Regions from separate parts of the Mus musculus genome. Here all the other regions are linked to region 1. A link is a contact called in public Hi-C and HiChIP or PLAC-seq data. All regions are on one chromosome and are shown on one strand. Each heading gives the region's core, a stretch centred on a gene start, on an enhancer-like site or on the middle of the called end of the contact. The rest is flanking DNA. Distances are from core to core; before and after follow the strand shown.

Region 1 (3,949 bases), core at 1,063-3,562:
GTGTGTGCATACCTGCCAATCCAGGATAATACCTAGAGTATTGTTTTTAATCTCTAAATTTGATCTATGCAGAGCACGGGAACAGCAGCTAACTGGCAATATAGACATAGCTGAAAGAAAGAAAAAAAAAAAAAGAAATGTCTTTATAAGTGCTGCCCTCCCCCGCCCCACCCCCCCCCCCGAGAAAAATGGCTGCGTTGTGTTTCTACCGAAAGAGCTGTACACAGCAGACGCCTGAATCACTTCACTGATAATGAGACATTCTGTTTCAGAGTTTACTATTTAAAAATATAAAACTAACAATTACAGATGGAAACTATTCATCCTGAGATTTAAGGAGGGAAAAGACTTTTTTTTTTTTTTTTTTTTTGGTTAAAGTCTAGAGCTTTCTAAGCTCTGAGCAGACTGCCCTCCGGCTGATGCATTTACAAAGAGCAGAACAGGAGGCAGCCATGGGTGTCCTGAAGTCGAACTTGAGTCTGACCAACCTTGTCTGAGGAGCCTGTTTCTTCTGCATGTACACAGAGGCCAAAGTGGTCGTATGCTGTGGTTGTGTGTGGTTTCATGTTCTAACACAGCATCCAACAGTAACAGTCACCTTGCAAAAAATACGTGTATTGTATTGGGTGGAGATTTATCAGATCAAGAAAGCCAATGATTGGCAAAAGATGTCACACATTTAAGGTTAGAGACCAGAAACCCTTTCCATTTGAATCATCTGAGCTCTGGGGGGAGGGGAGGGGCACAACTTAGTTACTATTTGCTAACTATTGAATGCAAGATATAATTTTCTAATTAAGAATATTTCAGAGGTAAAAGTATTGTTCTAAAACTGTTATCTTAGTGACTATTATGATTATTATGAGTGTTCAGTGGGTAAAATAGTTCAGTTATTTATGTAAAAATTTATAATGTTTAATCTATGTTCAACTTTTTTGTCTGTTGGATTAATTGCTTTTGATTGCCAATTATCATACCTGCAAAGTTTTAATAGACAAAGGTAAACTTCAGATTATGCCAGGTCATAATGAAAAAAAATCAGAATTTTAGTAAAACTCTAGTATTTAGTAATGTGTTAAGAATTATATATAAGGTTATATTTATGTTTTTGTGTATATACACGTACATATGTAACAACAAAAACAAAATAAATGAGGTTATCAATTTGAGACTGAATGGGTTAGAAAAGAAGAGTTTGAGAGATGTAAAGGAAGGAGGGAAGTGATATATTTTAATTAAAATATTTTTTGAAAGTTTATCGAGGGTCTGGAGAGATGGCTCAGCAGTTAAGAGCATTGACCCTTCACATAGCAGCTCAGACCCATCTGTAACTCCAGTTCCAGGCTTCTGACACTCTCACACAGACATAATGCAGTCAAAAAAGCAATAAACATAAAATTATGTTCAAAATCAGTTTATCTAAACAGACCAGGCTCCGGCTAAGTATAGAAATGTTAGTATTTAGGGCTGAGAGGTTTTCTATCTGGACTCCAATACCCTAACCCATCCCCTTTAAAAATAGTAAACATATCTTCTATAGCTTATAGCAGTCATTTGATCCTAACATTTGTGAAAAACCTGTTTTGCAACATTTTAATAATGGCTTATCAAGAAATTCTTTCTTATTTGCTAGAATGCATAAATTAAAAACCTGAAAACAAGCATGGTTGCCTTGCGGTAGGTTTTTTTTTTTTTTTTCAAACGAGCCAACAAAACGGAATATAATATATGATCTTTTCTGGTCTAGCCCAGGCTGAGTCATTTCCTGTTTCAATAACAAGGATGTCATCAGCTAAACTCCAAGCAGCACAGTTTGTCACTGTGTGTGGCTTTATTTGTACATGTTGCTAGAAGGTTCTTAAGGAGCGTACACTCATTATTTTAATACCAGAAAAGAACCTTCCAGTGAGCACCTTTGGCTCTGGTTGGTGCTTCTGTATTATTTATGCTATAGCTAATCTGAGTGGGGAAATGAATGTATGCCCAGCTACATACAGTCACACTCGATGACACCGTAATTCTGTCTTGGGAATTCATAATTTACTCAGGTCACCAAGGTAGTTCACTCCAGTGTGGAATGTTTACCCAAATGTTGAGCTCTGGGCTCCAGTGCCAGCGGATATCAGAACTGAGAATGGTAAGGTCCGGATGTTGCCTGGATTTGCTGGTGTGACCCACACAGCAGCCACACTCCTCTCTGATTTCTTTGTCTAAAGGTTCTAAGATTCTTTTCCTAGAATCACAAGAGGGAGTTTGCACTGTTTACATGGTCAGCGCTCAGCGCACAGTGTTCTCTGAGTTGGTCCCGCTGAGACCCGTCGCCATGCCGATTGTAAATGACTCATCTGCATGAGTCAGCGTCTTCAAGGCGAGATGGCTATCTATTGCCTTTGTGCTACTATTTTTCCCAATTGGTGTTGTCCAGCAGCTGCAGATTCCAAACTATGTGCCTGTTTCTAGAATCCAGGAAACGTTGTTCATGGTTCAGGCAACATCCCCGCAAAGGGTAGGAGGCACAGGATTTAGATTTCTCATCAGACCCCTTTAATGTCTTTCTCAATTGACTTGAGTACGTTTCTCAGTATCAGGGGAAGCATTTCAGGAATTTTCTAGGTCTTACCTGTGAGAAGCCATTCTGATGACTCACAGGGATGGGACATTCCCCCTAGATTAAGGATTAAAGCAAAACAAAAAGAATCCTATTAGAAGAGGGGATTTCCTGGTGAAAAGAGAACCCTAAACCAAAAGACACCCACTTTTGTCTGAGCTTAAAAATCGTATTGCTTGTCACACAGAGCAGAAGGATCTTAAGGATCACACTTTCAAACCCTCATAGAGAATTATATTATGACTCAATTTCCCCTCCAGTGTATCTTAAAAATTCATCAGAGTCTAACGATACAGGCCTCTTTTGGTTGCAATAATTAACATCATATTGGCATTCAGTATGACTCTAAGTTCTGCATAAGTGTCTAAGGCGGTGATAGACAGGGTGGAATTGCTAAGTAAATGTTTACTGTAGGTTATAAAATATGAATAAAATGGGCATGGCTGTTTTCCTGTTACTTGCAGCCCCGGGGTTACTTTCTGGGTGAGCAACATGTGACCACCTCTGAATCAGTTACAACTGTAACTGTAAGCCTCATGGACTGAGATCCTGTGGATCTGACTCCTCCATGAGTTGCTAGGCTTCCGTTTCATAAACACCGTTGAAGAATTAGTTGCTATGTAACTTCCAACACCCTTGGATTAGTCCCACATTCTCCTAGGGGAGGGTGATGCTCATATTGGGGAAAAAAAACTCTTTCTAAAAAGGTGGCCCATCTTCTGTCCATGGCCACAGACACAGATTATTCCCAGTCTCAAAGCTACTATTTGGGGATAGAGAAATAGTTTGATTTCAGTCCATTTAAATGGTGTGGTCCCTCATCAGCAGACAGAAGCAGTCCCATGAAGAATGGAAGAAATGCTAAGACTACCATGGATTACTTCCATTTACCAAGAGTTTACAGGCAGAGCTTCAACCAGGCTACTCATTTCCTGCTTTGCCTCCAACAGAACCGGTTCAATCCTGTACTTATCTCCACTTCGTCCTAGCCCTTCAGGCTCCCTCCTTGGTGGTCAGGGTTTTGCATTCAGAGAATTGACCTTTACCATACATCAATTGTTAACTGATAAGGAATTCAAAAGACTTCTTAAATCCTTAGCTTTCAGAGCTGTGCTGAGACCACTTTCAGTCTTAAGTCTCTTTACCCACAATAACCTAAATTCCAGTCAATATGTCTCCCTGCCAGCCTGGACCACAGCAAAGAGCTAACATAGCCTCTCCCTTGCCTCTAACTTGCTGTGTCTTCTTTGACTTCCATTTGCTGGTCTTCACTTAGCACCAGTTAAACTCTGTCTCTCTGAACTACTTTGCTGTCATTCTGGACTCAATGGTCTCTTTCTC
Region 2 (3,949 bases), core at 476-2,975, 630 kb before region 1:
AAAGTTTTACCATCTTGTTTGTCATAGGTTTGCACAGAATCTGATTATTTTAGCACTGCACGAGGAGGCTGTGTTTCTTCCTGATTGAGGTCTCAGCCTGGAACAGGGGATCCCATCTGGCTTCTTCATTTCACTTTTCAGGTCTCCCTTTCCCCTCAGGAACTGAATCCCCTCCACTGTTCCTAGCAACAGTAGTAAGCTGTGGAGTTGAAGCTGGCTCCGGAAGTTTCATTTGGATGTGGCTAGGGGAAAAACAGGCAGAAGGTCATCACAGAAATCATCATTTGTCCTTTCGTTTGATCATTTCTTTCTCCAGAACTGATCTAAGTTGATGCTTAGCCAGGATATGGTCTGGAGACCCATAAAGATACCAGGTCTTTGTGCTTGGTGTTGTCACATGCCCGTCTAGAGGCCATGTTTTCAGTCTACCCGAGCCTCCCCGGTACTTCCCAAAACCACGTCAATGCTTTCCCAGATGCCTTCTTTCCTTCCTTCCAATTTAGCCTTGGCTAACTGAGGCACGGAGAACAGTGCAGCTTTTTACAAAGATCTGGTTGAAGATGGGCATGGTAGGCACACCTGCAGTGCCAGCACTCAGGAGGCAAGGACAGGGGGAATCAGGAGTTCATGGCTATCCTCAGACATGTAACGAGTTTGAAGCTAGCTTGTATCATATGAATCCCCGTCTTCAAAAAACAGGAAAATGGACGGTGTGGAGATAGTCCATCAGGGCTATAACGATACCTCAGAAAGTAATATGCTGGCCATGCTTATGTGAGGACCCTAGTTCAATCCCCAACACCAGCATGAATAAAAACCAGCAGGGAGATGTGTACTTGAAATGCCCAGTGTCAGAGTGTGGAGATAGGTTGGTCTCCGAGGCTCACTGGGTAAGCAACTTAACTGGGGAGTCCTAGGGAAGACATCATGTCTCAAATTCCAGGATGGCTGGATCCTGAAAAAGAACACTGAAGATTGCTTTCAGGCCTCCATGCACATGTACATCTGACTTTGCTCCACATAGGTGACCAAAAAACCCAAAACAAAACAAATACCCAAAAATCAACAACAAAAACAAATACCCCACAGCAAATAAAACAACAACAAAACAAAAACAAAAAACAAAAACCTTAAAAAAATAAAACCCCAAAACCCCCAAAATCCAATAACAAACAAAAATCCAACAAAAACAAATACCAGGCTGACCTGCTGCTCTGAATAGCTAACATGCTGGTCTCTTAATCTCAGAGGCCATCCTGTTGTCCTTGTCATCTGGCTTCTGATGGGCTCTACTTGGCTTGTAGCCACATCATCCCTGCTAAGGTCAAAGGTTGCCAGTAGAAATTAGAGCAGAAACAGGCCAAGCTTTCTGTGGCCTGCAGGGGCTGAGCTGGGCCCTAGGCACCAGAACACAAACTATATTGAAACCCAGAAGGATATCTAGATCGTACCTGGGAACTTAGTGGAGAGAGAGAGAGAGAGAGAGAGAGAGAGAGAGAGAGAGAGAGAGAGAGATTGATTCAGGCCCTTAGGTCCAGAACCTGCCTCCCCGCTGAAGCAGGGAAGCCAGAGAGAAGACACAGATGAGAAAGGAGAGGAGTGTGGAGTTCAATGGATTATCCCAGAAGGACTTGGGCTTGGTCCAAGCCTAGCATTTGAAAGGGGGACAGAATGAAGGCTCTCTCCCTCTTGAGACTGGGAACACATGTTCTGTGATTCAAAGGGCAGAGCCTCAGCCCATGGCTCATGAGTTATTCATGAGCCGTCCCACTTCTAGGTTTGAGGGATGGTTATTTATAGCACATAATCCTTTTTACAAAATGACACTACCCAGGCTGCAGGCTGAATTACATTTTAAGGCAAGTGTCCTGGACTGGATGGAGATCCTGTTGGTAATACAGAACATACATAATGCGGGCTCGAAGAGGAGTATGTATAACTCGTATTTTTACCACGCGTCTTTACAATAGAATAGGCTTTTGACAGCCATTCCCAGTGGTGACTATGGCTAAGAACAGAGCGGCATGACATCTATTTATATCAATTTTAAAACAGCAGGGGAAAAAAAAACCCCTCAAGCCCTTTTATTCCCACTGAGCAGCGGCTGCATGATGCATGCTGTTGCCCAAGGCTCTGATTTCCTGGCATTCTTCTGTCTTGATTGTCTACATATTTCCCTGCCCACGTGTGCACTGGACAGCCTCTACACAGCTGAGGACAAATAAGGTATATTGCATGTAGCCGGGTCAGGTCTTTTTCTATGACACATAGCCTCCAGGTTTCCACGTACATCCACATTTCATGCAGATGCAAGGGCTTATCTCTGGTGAATAATGAAGAGATAAATGTAAGAACAGTATTGGCAAGGGGCTCTACAAAGGGCAGGGGACATTCCTAGGCGAAGGGTAAACAGTGAGATCCAATGAGGACACTCTCACCTCAGAAAGAATCACTGGAGGCAGTGAGTTCTTGGGCTTAGGAAATGGAGATTAATTGGTAGAACATGCCTAGCTAGCATGCATCCCACTTGACGATATACGTCCACAATGCCAACATGTGCAATATGTAGACAGGAGGATCAGAAGTCCACTGTTATTCTTAGCTACATATCGAGGTCAATGCACACCTATGCTACACAAGACCTAGTATTAAAAAATGGATACAGACCATACTGTGCTCTCCTGTTCTAGCATTAAAAAAGAATTCCTCTGCTCCAAAGACAGTCTCTCATCAGGCAAGATGGTGATATCTTAGTTCCACAATGCAAAATCACCCACTGCACTATCATCATCTTGCATTTTTGAAAGATTTATTTGTTTTTACCCTATGTGTGCTGGTGTTTTGCCTTCACGTGTGTCTGTGCACCTTGTGCATGCAGCACCCAAAGTTGCCAGAACTAAAGTTGTGAGTCACCGTGTGGGTGCTCAGAATTGAACCCAGGTCCTCAGAAGGAGTAAGTAGCCAGCGCTCTCAACCACTGAGCCATTCCTCCAACCTCATAACTGTGATTTTAGTGAGAGATTAAGGAGAAAGGGATCAATCCAACCAACAGAAGAGTATGCACACATGTTTATTAATGATTCACTTATAATCCACATCTTTGCGGTCTGTGTTTGTGCGGGGAACATGCACATGACTCTTCCCACTGAGAATTCCTTATCACAAAGTCCTGCTTTCAGAATATGAAGAGCTATTAGGCCTCTTCTGTGTCTCGTGTTAGCTTTTTTTTTTCAGGATGCAGAGAAATGATGGCAGTACCCACTAGTTAGTTCATCATGCAAGGGTGTAGGCAGAAAGTCCCTGTGAAATGAAGGATGTTCAATTAATAATTCCCACGTTATAGTTGGCTTCATTAGGAAGTTATTACATAAAGAATGGAAGTTCATTTAAAGTTAAATACACACACACACACACACACATAATTTTATGCATAGGGCTCTGGGCTCCTTCCCTAGCACCGTGTGAACAAGGTTGTAATCCAAAGTTGCAAGGGAGTACGGAAGGAGCAGAAGTTAAAAGGCCTCCATGCTATATAATGAGTTTGAGGCTAGCCTGGGATATATGAGACACCACCTCAAAACAAAAGAAAGAACTTCTTGGTTGCCGTGACAACTCATAAACTCCTGGGGATAGGAAATCCATTTTGTCTGATGACCCAGGGAGCTTATCGCAGAGAGGATTTTGGATCAGGTTCATTGAGGTCAAGTGTTCTCAAGAACTTCAGATGCTCAAGGATTTATTTTATTTTACTATCTGCATATATTCGGGAAGACTCTAACACAAGGCAACGAAGTATTTACTAATGTTTTGAGTTCCTAGGAGCCAACCCTCATACTGGCATCCAACCAGGTAGAAGTGAAAGGATTGCATCTCGAGTAAGACACCACTAGGTGTCGCTACCTTCCTCTGAATGGGAGTCACCGAGGCCTCCTGCCATGCGGCTAAAATG
Region 3 (3,949 bases), core at 801-3,300, 530 kb after region 1:
TCTCTCTCTCTCTCTCTCTCTCTCTCTCTCTCTCTCTCTTCCTGTGTGTGCATTTGCATACGTGTGCGTGTGCCCATAAGTGTGTGTGTGCACCTGCATTCATATGCACATGGAGATACAGAATGAATTCTTTCTCAACCATTTTCTACTTATTTTTTTTTTTTAAATTTGAGATAAAGTCTCTTCCTGATCCTGAAGCTCCCTGAGTCTACAAGGATGGGTGTCCAATGAGCTGCGGGGATCTATCTGTTTTCATTTCTTCTCAACCAGAACTACAAATGCATGGAATGAGTGCTGGGGAGACAAACTCACCTCTCCATGCTTGTTCAGCAATCACTTTTGTGACTGAGTCAGGAATCTAACAATAAAGTTCTTAGAGAAGAGATTGGTCTATAGGACCATACCTGACAGTGTTTTCCAGAATCTTTGAAGGCAGATCAAACAGTAATTGTGAAAATCCCTGAGTACTTAGTGACAGTTAAGAACAAGCAGGAAGTTTTAAATCCTGATCATGACAATGGCATTAGTTAAAACTCTATGGTCATAACCCAAGTACTTTCTCTTGTAACCTACTGGAAAAGGGTAGCAATCTACATGTTCCCATGACTCTTTTATAGTGGAATTCTAAGGGCCTTGTTTCTGTCATACTACATTAGCAGCATGGTCAATGGCAAGGGGATTATAGAATTCATTGTCCTTTCAGATCATCAGTATGTTACAGTTTTGCCTAGGGAGCAGCAGGGTGTTGTGCATGAGAGATTGCCAGTAATTTAAAATTTGGGCATGATCTTTTTGTATAGAAAGTAATAGACAAGTAAAGAAAAATTAATTTCAATGGACAGGTAAATGCAAGTCATTATTTATATGTAACATGTATTCTTTGAATGGCTACAAGATTCTATGGAAGAGTGCTAAATGCACAAATTTACTCTGGGTAGTTAAAATTGGGCTTGTCACACACATATATGCACATGCATGAGTGCACACACACACACACACACACACATACACACACACACACACACACACACACACACACACACACACTCACAAACATACACACCCTAACCATTCATTCTGACGCCTATGGGTTTTATCTGATGAGCACTATTGAGTAAGTGCTACCAATGTGAACTATAATGTACACAAAGAAATTCCTTAAAACTGAGCATACCACAGTTAGCTGCAAAAGTGTATTTAGTAATTAGATTAGGTGTGTGTTTTAACTAGCTTCCTGTTACTATAACAAATAACTACAATGATCAACTGTTTGGATCCCAGGTAGGGAGTTTCCAATGAATGTTTCATTTACCCATTGTGTTGGATATGTGGTCAGGTAACACACCCTAGACAGAAATGGGCAGTGGAACAAAGCCAAACACCTCAAAGCCTGAAGAAAAAGAAGTAATGAAAAGAAGTGAAGAACCCACTGTCTCTCCAAGGGAACAATTGCATGAAGAAAAATACAGTTCTCTAAGTGTCATAAATGTCAGCATTTTAAGGCATGATAGATAATGCTTGGGATCAAGCCTTTAACATATGGGTCTTTTAAGATGTTCTACATTGAAGATGTAGCAATATATGTATATGCAAACACATCTTTCTGTAGGTATATGATTTGTCTTGTACACTCTTATGAATGTGTCTGTGTGTGCATGGGAACTCACACAACGTCAAACCCAAACTTTCTTTTTGAGTATCTTAAAGGGAAAGTCATATACTGTAGTGACAAAGTAACTTGTTTCTCAGTACCACTTTTGTAACATCCTGCAGATGTGCCTACTTACATATTATGAGCTGAAGAGGACCATGTGGTCGATGACACATTTGAGAGCTCAGTACAGACAGCTTCCTGATTAGAATCATTGCCAAGTTTTTAACAACAAGAACTCCTTTTGTGGGTAGTGGGTCTGGTAATGCCTTTGTGGAATTCCTTCTAGGCTTTTCCTCTGTTTCTTCATGGAACTTCTGTTGTGGGCTGGGTGAAGCTCGCATGCACTGAACCTAGGAGAAGCTTTCAGGGGTTTCCTGTGAGGGAAGACTTTTATTTCTTGGTATATGTAGTCATATACACTGGGGCTACAGCAGCTCTGGGCAAAATCCCTCTACTGCTATACTCATAGACCAGAGAAACTTCCAAAAGACATTGTATTGAATTATCAAAGAAGAAAAATAAGCAGGTCTTCCCTTGACATAACTGTTGCTTGGTCTTTCTGTTACATTTTATGAGATTTGGTGTTTTTAAGAAAATGGAGAAATCTTTTGTAAGCAAGAGAGGGGTGTGTGAGTTGGAGTGCTTGCCAACATCACCTCCTAGTCTCCATTAAGTACTCCGAATGTTGGGGGCATTCCAAGGGGCCCATCTCCTTTATACAAACTTTGTTTATCATAGGGCTTCCTCTGTGAAAGAATTATGTTTTGTTCTCTGTGCTATTCGAATAAAAAGTGCTGGCTTCACCATTCAGCTGTTTCACACAATTTAATAAAAACAACATCAACAATTCAAACAAACAATAAAATGAAATGGGAAAATCTTTGAAGATCTGAGAATAAGAGTTTAACAAAAGTGTTAGGTCCTTTGAAAATTAGATTATTAGCCTTCAATAAAGTGTTATCATCTATGCAGAAAATAAATATGGCCACCCTAGTAAAATATAGTTTGGAGAGATGTTGTTACAGCAACCAGCACACAGTTTGTATTTCAGATTATTATATGTACAGTTGGAATTATTTTTGTTGGTTGTTATTAAAAACAAAAAGGAAAAGGCCTGGAGATTCTAGCTTAGTTCAGTCAGTAAGATGGTTTTGTAGCATGCATGAAGCCCTGGGTTCAGTTCCCAGGTTTTCAAACACCAGGCATGGTGACTGAAGCCTGTCATCTCCAAACTCAGAAAGTGGGGGCAGGAGGATTAGGGACACACTAGGAGTTTGAGAACATCATGGATACAACAAAGACTTTTCCAGAAAAGGTGGTAGGTTGGCAGAGAATGACAAGGCATGACAAGACATGAAAAGTTTAACTAAACCAAAATACATTATCAAAGTGATATTTTGAGAATATAATAATTACTAATCATTTGAGCTTCAAAGAACCAAGGCTTGATTGGTCAGGACTCCCTGTTTAGAAGTTTTTATTTGAGTAGACAAGGAAATCTTTTCTTTATTTTATTGAAAATGATCAATCACAAAATTCAAAACTTAAAAAATTGTAAGTTAAGTTTAAGGGCTTATTACGTATTACCATCCTTTATTCCTTCATTTTCTTGGTCAGGGCTCGGGGACAGAGAGCTGGGACTTCATGTGTGCTAAGCAAGGGTTGCAGCATTGGACCTTGTCTTTAGTGCAATTTACAGATATTGTCTAGTAATTAAACTGTGGAAAACCTAGCATTACTTATTAGAGTGAGAATTCTTTGTATTTTTGAAGGATTTAATTTTTTTGTATATTAATGTGCATAAGTATGAACTTATGTTTGCATAACTTATGTTTGTGTGTGTGTGTGTGTGTGTGTGTGTGTGTGTGTGTGTTTGAGAAATTCAGAAAAAGGGTGCCAGACTCCTCCGAAATAGAACTGCAAGTGTTTGTGGAATACCCAGCTATTATGTCTTTGTAGTACTAGGAGCTACATGCTAGTCATCACGACTGTATAGTAACAACTGAGCCATTTCTCCATCCCTGGTTTTTAATTTTTTTGGGCCAAGGTGTTGTTGCTATGTCATTTTGGCTGGCCTTGGAATTGTATGTCTTATTCCTAATATTTCTGATTGCAAAGATTACAGAAAATACCAACATTCATACCTTAGTAGAAATTTTAAATTTGAGGAAACTTGCTTGAAGTAGGCAGGTTGTTACATGCATTTAAATAGGGGTGAAAGAAAGGATAACAATAGGCTCTCATCCTAAGGATTCCTCTTACATAGAGAAACTCAGGTTGCCACCTGATGATAAT

What was found. Hi-C and Micro-C count contacts between places; a contact is called where the count stands out from the background. HiChIP or PLAC-seq counts read pairs in DNA pulled down with a chosen protein or histone mark.
Region 2: a Hi-C map of the N1E-115 cell line shows a contact between it and region 1, with 6 times the contacts expected there. The contact joins two enhancer-like sites. A contact is called at or near these places in 11 of 39 promoter capture datasets (3T3-L1-derived adipocytes, the HPC-7 cell line, cranial neural crest and 7 more), 1 of 15 datasets of contacts at CTCF or cohesin (the NIH/3T3 cell line), 7 of 484 Hi-C or Micro-C datasets (the N1E-115 cell line, cerebellar granule neurons, cortical glia and 4 more) and 5 of 115 datasets of contacts at active chromatin or transcription factors (CD8 T cells, astrocytes, embryonic basal ganglia and 2 more).
Region 3: a BATF HiChIP or PLAC-seq map of CD8 T cells shows a contact between it and region 1, with 6 read pairs. The contact joins two enhancer-like sites. A contact is called at or near these places in 6 of 39 promoter capture datasets (3T3-L1-derived adipocytes, embryonic stem cells, frontonasal cranial neural crest and 3 more), 3 of 484 Hi-C or Micro-C datasets (cerebral cortex, cortical neurons and neural progenitor cells) and 4 of 115 datasets of contacts at active chromatin or transcription factors (CD8 T cells, embryonic stem cells and pancreatic cancer cells).

Annotation. Positions count from the first base shown.
Region 1 is chr13:5,843,669-5,847,617 of GRCm38.p6, reverse strand. No RefSeq gene overlaps it. Among named protein-coding and RNA genes, the nearest start is that of 1700016G22Rik, 12 kb to the left of the region's middle. Within about 2 kb of position 2,312, at least 292 of the 459 cell types and tissues checked have an H3K27ac peak or open chromatin away from gene starts, as enhancers often do. A contact at or near this core is called in CD8 T cells, the N1E-115 cell line, the NIH/3T3 cell line and 4 more, where this site is marked.
Region 2 is chr13:6,471,782-6,475,730 of GRCm38.p6, reverse strand. No RefSeq gene overlaps it. Among named protein-coding and RNA genes, the nearest start is that of Pitrm1, 74 kb to the left of the region's middle. Within about 2 kb of position 1,725, at least 56 of the 459 cell types and tissues checked have an H3K27ac peak or open chromatin away from gene starts, as enhancers often do. A contact at or near this core is called in the N1E-115 cell line, the NIH/3T3 cell line, astrocytes and 2 more, where this site is marked.
Region 3 is chr13:5,316,527-5,320,475 of GRCm38.p6, reverse strand. No RefSeq gene overlaps it. Among named protein-coding and RNA genes, the nearest start is that of Gm40659, 60 kb to the right of the region's middle. Within about 2 kb of position 2,050, at least 9 of the 459 cell types and tissues checked have an H3K27ac peak or open chromatin away from gene starts, as enhancers often do. A contact at or near this core is called in CD8 T cells and pancreatic cancer cells, where this site is marked.